2 separate regions of the Zea mays genome follow, and region 1 is linked to region 2. A link is a contact called in public Hi-C data. All regions are on one chromosome and are shown on one strand. The core of a region is the stretch at or near the end of the contact, and the rest is flanking DNA. Distances in the headings are between cores, read along the strand shown.

Evidence for each region. Hi-C and Micro-C count contacts between places; a contact is called where the count stands out from the background.
Region 1: a Hi-C map of ear shows a contact between it and region 2, with 2.6 times the contacts expected there. The contact joins the promoter of LOC100284987 here to the enhancer-like site in region 2. A contact is called at or near these places in 2 of 25 Hi-C or Micro-C datasets (ear and tassel).

Annotation. Positions count from the first base shown.
Region 1 is chr1:281,576,262-281,581,252 of Zm-B73-REFERENCE-NAM-5.0, reverse strand. It overlaps LOC100284987 (prenylated Rab receptor 2), which reads right to left and starts at 2,686. Exons shown (of 1, transcript NM_001291646.1): 1 at 1,345-2,686. The coding sequence starts at 2,544. The coding sequence ends at 1,666.
Region 2 is chr1:281,451,131-281,455,450 of Zm-B73-REFERENCE-NAM-5.0, reverse strand. No RefSeq gene overlaps it. Among protein-coding and RNA genes, the nearest start is that of LOC103643990, 49 kb to the left of the region's middle. Within about 2 kb of position 1,835, at least 19 of the 20 cell types and tissues checked have an H3K27ac peak or open chromatin away from gene starts, as enhancers often do. A contact at or near this core is called in ear and tassel, where this site is marked.

The sequences.
Region 1 (4,991 bases), core at 1,437-3,936, 120 kb before region 2:
TCCACGCTTCACATCATGCCTGGAGCCCTGGACTGTCCCCTCCCCTCGACTCCGAGCCCTGGATTGCCCTTGCCCCCTCCTCCTGACTCCTCCCGTTGCTGACGACTGACGAGCAGCCGGGCCCAGCGAAAGGACGTGCGTGCCTGCGAATCTCTTCACTTCGCTTCCAAGAAAGCGAGGCAGAGACAAGCAATGCCGGCGCCGCGGTGTTGACTTTGACCATGAGTGATGTTCAACGTCACTCGATGGTTAGCATAGGCCCGGATACCTACCAAAATTACCTTCAGTGCCGTTTGTTTCGTTGGAATTGAATTCCATTTTAATAATTATAATTTAGATAAAACTAATTAAGTTTATATATTTATATATGTAATATATTTGTATATTATCCTAAATCATATGAGAGAGATAGTTATATAGTACATTTATGTTATAGAGGCGCAAGTAGAAGAGTGTGCTATACGTTATACATCGGAAAATTAGCATGTAAATCTATAGAATCAATTTCCATCTCTCATCCCATGAATTTGATATAGACTTATATGATAACTTTGGAAAGTGGTGAAATGTCATATTCTAAAAAATATCCTATTCCATTAGTAAGATTCCAATTCCTCGAAATGAAAGGAAACAAACGGGGTCTCAGTGGATTTAAACAACTTTTAATAGCCCGGCTCTGGCTGCGAACAGCAAACTGATTTCTAAGCTGAGAAAAAACCACATTTTCTAACTGTCGTCCTGGCAACAGTTGTTTCATAGGCTAACATTTGCTCCAGCAAACCACAGGACACAGAGAGGAGTGTAACTCGTGTAGATTCAGCAAAACCAGTACAAAAGAGTTGCAGGTAGAGATCGAAACATCAGAGCATTCAGGCGATAGAGAGAGACTACAGAGAGATCTCAGCAAATTGACAAGAAATGAATAGCATCTGAAAAATGAAATACCACACCCTCTGCCTCTGGATTATGCAGAAGGAACACGGAGATTTTTTGACCTCTCAGTGCTGTTCAAAAATAGATAACTGTCACAGCAAAATGTCACCAAAACCGATGGTATAGTTAACTGCTACAGACTACAGTGCATAAGAGTGAATACCCATAACCAGTTGGGCGACGCCGATATTTTTTCGATTACTGCTGCTTCAATGTTAGGCCAATGTCCTAATCAGGCAAGGGCAGCAGCACTCAATCACAGAAGTGGAGCGGGGGGAACCCAGGTCGACAGAAAATACATTGCAGATGTAGAGCCAAGTTTAGCAGGAACCATGAAGAACTACACAAGATGAAGGAAACGCATTGCAGGGCTGCAGAAGGATAGATATATGGCACAACTCATCAAAGTTATTAAAATTTAGCTAACTTCATCACATTGAGAATTGAGCCTGAAGCATCGGGAACCAGAATGTGCAGGCAAAATCGCAGCTGTCATTCTGAGATGTAGTTAACGAAGATCGAACACCACCATTCGAAACAGCAATTGAATCCAGTTTCACCAGAAATACAGAAAAAAGCTTGACATTTCACACGCCGACAACCAATATTAGACATCGTGATGGTAATTACAAGGAAGATTGCTAATATCTGCAAGCAATAGCATCAAGATCGCTGAACTGCATGAAGGCTGTATGCAAACCATGATGAACACACCACGCCCAGCTGAGCGAATCAACCAATGCGGACATAGGTGGGCAAGATGGGCCCGGCGGCGCTCATGCCAGCTGCCAACAGGCCGTCCCCAGCGGCCTCCTGCTCCGTGAGGAAGAGGTCGTCGGTGGTCCTGAGCGCGGCGTGGGCGCTGACCAGCGCGCCCCCGATCATGACGGAGCCCACCACGTTCCAGCCGACGCTGGTGAAGAGCATGGCGATGACGGTGACCCCGCAGAGCGCGGCGAGCACGGAGCCGTCGTCGAACTCCATCCCCAGGACCCTGAGCGGCTGCCCGCCCTGCGCGGGCCGCGCGAAGTAGAGGAAGAACCAGGCGGCGCAGAGGAAGAGAAGCACGAAGAGCGTGCCGGGGTGCCAGAGCAGCGAGGCCGCCACGACGGCGAGCACGGCCAGCGCGTAGTTGGCGCGGAAGTAGGCGGTGTTGCGGCGCATCCGGGCGATCGCCTCCCCGAGCGACGGCGGCTTGGAGAAGGCCGGCGCGCGGAAGACCTCGCCCCACGGCCGGCGCGCCGCGATGAGCACCTGCCCCTGCTCGCGGAGCCGCGTCACGAGCTCGCCCGCCTTGGCCAGCGGCGAGGGCAGCGCTGTGGGGTCCTCGACCGGGGCGTGGGTGGAGACTCGCGGCGGGAGACGGCTGGGGTTGGGATACGCCGACGGGACCGCCGGGTAGGTTGGGATCTTGGAGTAGCCGGCGCTGCCGCCGGAGGAGGCGGGCGCAGGATAGATGTACCCGCCGCCGCCGGGGGCGGAAGCGGCGGGCGCGACGTAGGAGGCGCCTGAGCCGTACATGGCGGCGGAGGAGGCGGGCGCGACGTAGGCGGCGCCTGAGACGTACGTGGCGGCGGGAGAAGAGGGCTGGGCGGCGGCGGAGTTGCGCATGGTCTCGGGGAGATCGGATTTGCAGGAGGGAGGAGAGGTTAGGGAAAGGTAGGAAGAAGAACAGGACGCGCCCACGGCCCACGCACGCTTCGCTGGTACAGAGAGTCCTTGGTTTCTTTTTCCTTTTTACTCACGACGAACCCGAGAGAAATGAGAATGGTTGCGCGGCGCCGCTTCGCTGGAAAGTTGGTTGGAACGGGCTCCCTATTTGATTCGTGGGGAGGAACTGGTTTTGCTTGCTGGCAAAGCACCCCAGACCGTGTTGACGTCATGCTTAACCAGCATTGGCAAGAAAGGATATATTTTACTTTTGTTTAATTTACTATTTAAAGTATTAAAATCGACAAAGGGAACAAGATAAAATCTTGGACAGAAATATTCTCTATATTTTAAGTATTGTTTAGAGAATGTTGTTAGAGTGGTAGAGAAGAAAATTCTTCCCTAAATATAAGATAGAGAAGGTTTTACTATTCCTTCCTGGAGACAGCCTAGACAATCCTAGCCTGCTACTGAAAGTAGAAGACTATTGTCCAATTTTTTCAACTTAACAACGAACGAACCACATAGCTACTCCTTTTAAGTCAATTCATTCTTCACAACTTTTTTATATATGGACTTGTATATGAAGATAAATCTTATACGATACTTGCAAGTTTAATGATGTACACAACCTTATAGTCCATTGTTTTTTGAGCTTCAAGCTATTTAGAGAACAAAGAGTTCTTGTGATGAAAATGCCTTCAAGACATAGACTAGCAAGTGTGTTTGCAATTTTTGTAATTTATTCTACAGATAAAATATTGTTACTATTTTTTATATATTTTGAGAATAATAACAGTGCAAAGATAGGCAGTTACTTACACGCATCCTTATCCGTATACATGCAAAAGCACTTCTAAGAGGTTGTGCATGCTTCATTCTCTGGTGTTCACGGAGAAATACATCAATTGTCAAGTTTGAAAAAAAGAAGAAAGAAGGACATGCAGCAGCTTCAAATACCAAAAGCTAATCCAAGTCTAGTTTCTAGTACTGCGTCATAACTTTGACATATCCCGCCGTTAAAGAGATGAATCCATATGTTATTTTCTATTATCTAAAAAATATAAAAAAGAATCTACTTCATCTGTCTCAATTGATAATTCGTTTGATTTTTTCACCAAGTTTGACCCTCTCGTTTTATTTAATTTTTTGGAAAAAAGAAAATTTTAAAGCCATACTTAAAGTATATTATATGCTAAACAATATTACAGTGAAAAATTGATAATAATTATGATTTTTTGAATAAAAGGAGCCGGTCAGATTTGAAGTTAAAAAGTCAAATGAATTATAAATTAGAACGGAGGAAGTAATACACTTCAATTCCTCGATAGAAATGCATTACAAGTGGCTTCGCCTCCATTTCGTCAACACAAGTAACCACATGTTTGTAAACGAATGTCAAATGGTATACTAAGCTTGGCCGAATCATTAACCGTTCGAGTATAGTTTTGTTTAACCGTCTTTTTCTTTGAAGAGGAGGAGTCGTCATCCTTTGCGAAGAGGAAGAAATGTCACTCTCATAGTAGATGATCTTCTTGATGCGCTTCTTCTTCTTATCGTCCCTCTTCTTGTTCGATCCAGAGTCGACGGCAGCATCGTCCTTGAGGTCACCATCGACGGGGATCTCCTTCTTGTCGACCATCTTGCCCTTCCCTTTAGCATCGTCACTAGCCATCTCTTTGGGCTGTTAGACCCAATGGAAGAGATCGGATTTGATACCAACTGAGAGCACTTAGAGGGGGTGAATAGATGACCATACAAAAATGACTTAAAACAACACAAACTTGGTCTAATTATAAAGTTAGAGCAAACTAAAACAAAGTGCTTGTACTAAACTGGCTTATAAGTTTTATGGGCCCTTCAAAGTGCTTCAAAGAATTAGGTCAGTAGCCTACAATCCAGATCTACCTGTTCAAGCCCTGGTACATCTGGTTTTCCATGTCTCTCAGTTGAAGCCTTTTGTTCCCAATTCTACACCAATATTTTCAGACATGTCTGTTAGTAGATTTGTCTAGCATGGATGTTTATCTGAAAGCAATACTGGATCGACGTGTGGTGCGTAAAGGAAGTCATCCGGTTGTGCAAGTCAAGGTGACATGGTCTCAGTTACCAGACATGGATTCTACTTGGGAATATTATGAAGTGCTCAAGAAGAGATTTCCAAATGCACTTGATTGGGGACAATCAACCGCTCAGGGGGGAGATGTCACTGCTGATGGACAACAGTAGTGGTGAAGGTTGAAGATTCTAAAGATGAGTTCTTTTCAGTACTTAGAGCATCTCTAAGAGCTCCCGAGAAGTCTCCCCTAATTCCATTTTTTTGGAAAAACACAAAAACTTGTCTCTAACAGTTTCCCTAAAGCACTCCTAACTTTTTCATAGCCCTTAAAACTCCCTCATTTGTGGCT
Region 2 (4,320 bases), core at 586-3,085:
TTTGTTTTATGTTATTTTATAAGTTTTACTAAAATTTTATTACGAAGATTTAAGCTTCGTAATTATGCTCTTATCAGTCTTCGTCCAAGGCCCATTATCCTCAAGGGAATAATGTCTCATGGACGAAGGACATTGACGTTTAACACTTTATGTTGCCTTGTTCTTAATTCATAGCATTTGAGAACAAGTCCCCAACAATTGACTTTTATGTTAACCTCATTGCAGCCTTTGCAGGCACTTCTATATTTCTTGATAGGATATTTCATCATGTTCTTGCTATAATATTGTCAATGACATTTGTTCTTACCTTTGGAGAGGTATTCATCTGATGTCTAAAATTTACTATTTGCTCATTGTGTGGTTTGACTAATAGTGATTGTGTGGGAATCTCATACTTCCCCGTGCTCTTCGCAGGGATCTGAGCTCAGACTGGGGCTCATGTCGATCGGCCTAATGTAGCAGCACAGACATTTCAGGAGACATTGATAGTATAAAGAGGTTGATGGAAGAAAATAATAACCACCTTCATCAACTATTAAGCTTCAATTGAGGCCTAGTGTGTCCATAGTCTGCTTGACCACTATAGGACCTGCAACCTTATGGCTGCTATAGTAGCTAGTTACGATATGCTTAATATTTAGTACTTTGAGTTGAAGTTATAGGTTTTTTTGGAATTGAAGTTAAAGGATTTGTAGATATATGTTTTGACGTTATATGATTCTCTGATGGATGAAATATTTGTGTTCAACGTATTAATATGATATTTTGGTTGTGATGTGTAATATTCCATGATGATATGAATTCATACGATGTGTTTCTTTTGATGACGATTATATCTATCACAAATGCTTCGCCATATCACTTGCCACGCTAGCGGCCACTGCCTCTCAATTTATGATGAAATTCCTTGTCACAACAATTTTTCCACGTGATCAAATCTATGACAAATATTTCTGTCATAAAGGTTTTGCCATGTCACATCCCACGTCATCACCATTAGTCATGTGGCAATTCATGTCAGTATGAATTGTGACGTTTTCAGAGTGGCTTATGACAAAATAGAGTGTCATAGATTTAGTGACGAATCTAATGTGCGTCATAAAATCTATGACGATTTTTTGATGAACGTCATTGTAGTCTATTTAACACGTACTTTCTGTGACGATGACCTTTTCGTCACAATAGTGTCACCAAAATACAATTTATGACAAATAAACACTAGTTAGTGACATAATCACAATGTCACAGAAGGCCTAAAAGGTTGTAGTGTTTGGAATAGCTGACTAACTTGCTTTACTTTATCTAACTTTTTTGTTTAAGATTAGTTATTCAATTCTAACGACTAACCTTAGACAAATAAGTACTATAACAAACAAGTCCATCGTCGTCTTCATGCCAAGAACAAGCACCTACACAAAAGCTTCGTGGCTTCTATGTCTGGCTTGGCCGTGGCATGCACGCCTCCCCTTCCCCTTCCTTTATCTTCACGGATCACGCTGCACAGGGAAACTGATCCTATATCATCCATTTTCTATCCGCCGTAGATATGAGGTAGGTGTAGGTTCACCAGATAGCGACGACGCGCGGCTCTTCATCAACGTTGGCACCGACCGCAACGACCTGCCGTTGTATGCTCCGCCAGAGCGAGACACGCGTGGCTCTTCGTTAACGTCGGCGCTGGCCACTTGACCTGCCGCTGCTCGGCAGGTACTTCATCATCGTCACACGCGCAACCAGTCCGGATCTGTTGGCCACTTGGCCTCCAGAGCAGCGTAACGACCTCGCGCGCCGCCGTCGTTCCTGCATGCACTGCCTGTCGATGCTGTTCGCGTTCCGGACGGACGGGCAGGCCTGGCGCGTGGAGTGCTAGCAGGGAGAAGAAAGGCACGCGGGCGGACGCGGCACTGCGCCTATTTTTCGGCGTGGATGCTGTTTTTTTTTTCTTCCTTCAAGTGCTAAAGAAAATATAATCTAGTGTCAGAAAGTTGCTGAAGACGTATTTCTTTAATCTTACTAAAAAAACCCTCTTGCTTAAGAGTTTGTTTTGGAAACTCTTAGATATGCTCTAAATTCTAATGTAACCGCTTTTACTGAATCTACAGTGTTTGTATTTAATCCGAAGCGTCGTAGCAGTATGCGTTTGATCCAGCATTCGAAAGAATGATATGGGCCGTGAGTTACAATATTTCCCCAGGACCCGCCATGTGTGTGGTAAATCGACTTGGGCCACTCGAAAATGCCAGCCCATCTACAGCACTCAAGTTTTTTCTCTCCTACGAAACATCTGCGGTCCAACTTGGCCCATGCCGGCGACTTCTCGGTTCCCAAGTCCCAACGGCTGCTCAAAGTTGGAACAGGCGTGGCAGTGGCAGGCTAGTCCCTTCCAGGTGGGTCTTAAGGACCGACTGCTGACCACATGACCAGTCGCGCTTGCGCGGTTGTCCCTAGCGACCAGCGAGACCCAAGAAGACCCTTTTTTTAAGAAAAAGATCGCATCTCATTAACTGGAAATGTTTTTTTTGAAAAAAACAGGAAATAGGATTACAATCCAGAGAGGCAGTAGCTCACTCACACGCTAGATAACTGAGAGCACCTAGAGAGGGTGAATAGGTGATCCTATAAAACTTGAAACTTAATGCCACAAAACTTGATTAGATGTTAGCACAATTAAGCCAAGTGGCTAGATAGGAGTTCTTGCGAAACACAACAACCACAAGAAGATCAACACAGATAGACTCAGTGGTTTATCCCGTGGTTCAGACAAGTACAAAACTTGCCTACTTCCACGTTGTGGCGTCCCAACGGACGAGGGTTGCAATCAACCCCTCTCAAGCGGTCCAAAGACCCACTTGAATACCACGGTGTTTTGCTTTGTTTACTATATCCCGCTCGCGAGGAATCTCAACAACTTGGAGCCTCTCGCCCTTACACTTTGATGTTCACAAAGAAGCACGGAGTAAGGGAGGGATGAGCAACGCACACAAGATACAAGAATCACAGCAAATACGCACACACAAGACCCAGACTTGAGCTCAAAAGAATATCACAAGGTTCTCACTAGAACGGAGCTCAAATCACTAAGAATGTCAAACAAGTACGCAAGAATGAAGTGTGAGTGATCAACAATGCTCAAAGGATGCTTGGTGTGCTCCTCCATGCGCCTAGGGGTCCCTTTTATAGCCCCAAGGCAGCTAGGAGCCGTTGGGAGCATTCTAGGAAGGCAATTCTTGCCTTCAGTCGCCTGGCGCACCGGACAGTCCGGTGCACCACCGGACACTGTCCGGTGCAGATTTCTTTCCTTCTTTGGCGAAGCCGACCATTGGAGATTCAGAGCCGTTGGCGCATCGGACACTGTCCGGTGCACACCGGACAGTCCGGTGCACACCGGACAGTCCGGTGCCCCCTTGTGACCGTTGGCTCGGCCACGCGTCACGCACGGAATCCTCGGCCAACCGTTGGCCTGGCTGACCGTTGGCTCACCGGACAGTCCGGTGATTTTTAGCCGTACGCCGTTAATTGCTTCCCGAGAGCGACGACTTCGCCTGTGAACGGCTCACTGGACAGTCCGGTGATTTATAGCCGTACACCGCCGTCGAAGTCCCGAGAACAGCCAGTTCGCCCGAGCCAACCTGGCGCACCGGACACTGTCCGGTGCACCACCGGACAGTCCGGTGCACCCAGACTGCGCAGAGTCTTGGCTGTACAGCCAAGTCTTTTCTAAATTGATCTTTCCTGTTTCCAGCACTTAGACACAAAACATTAGTCTCCAAAACAATGTACTAAGTCTTAGAAACATACCTTTACACTTGATTTGCACTTTGTCCAACATTTGACATAGATTAACACTTAAGCACTTGTGTTGGCACTCAATCACCAAAATACTTAGAAATGGCCCAAGGGCACATTTCCCTTTCAATCTCCCCCTTTTTGGTGATTTATGCCAACACAACACAAAGCAACTAGAACAAGTGCAACATCAATACAATTGAGAACTCGATATTGTTTTGATTCAAATTTGGCATATATGGATCATACTTTGCCACCACTTGGTTTGTTTTTGCAAATCAAACTCAATTTCCTATCTCTAAGTCAAATTCACTTGTAGAGACATAAAGAGAGGTATTCCAAGAGGAATTGATCAAAGATTCAAAAACTCCCCCTGTTGGGGACCTTCGGCATCCGAAGGTCCTCAAAAACAGGATTTAATAGTGTTTTTGGAGTATAATGTGTGAACAGGTATCTTCGGACTCAAGTCAGGCATTACAGTAGACCAGAATAATACGAAGGTTGATGAACCGCCGAAGGTGTAAGCAGGAAAGC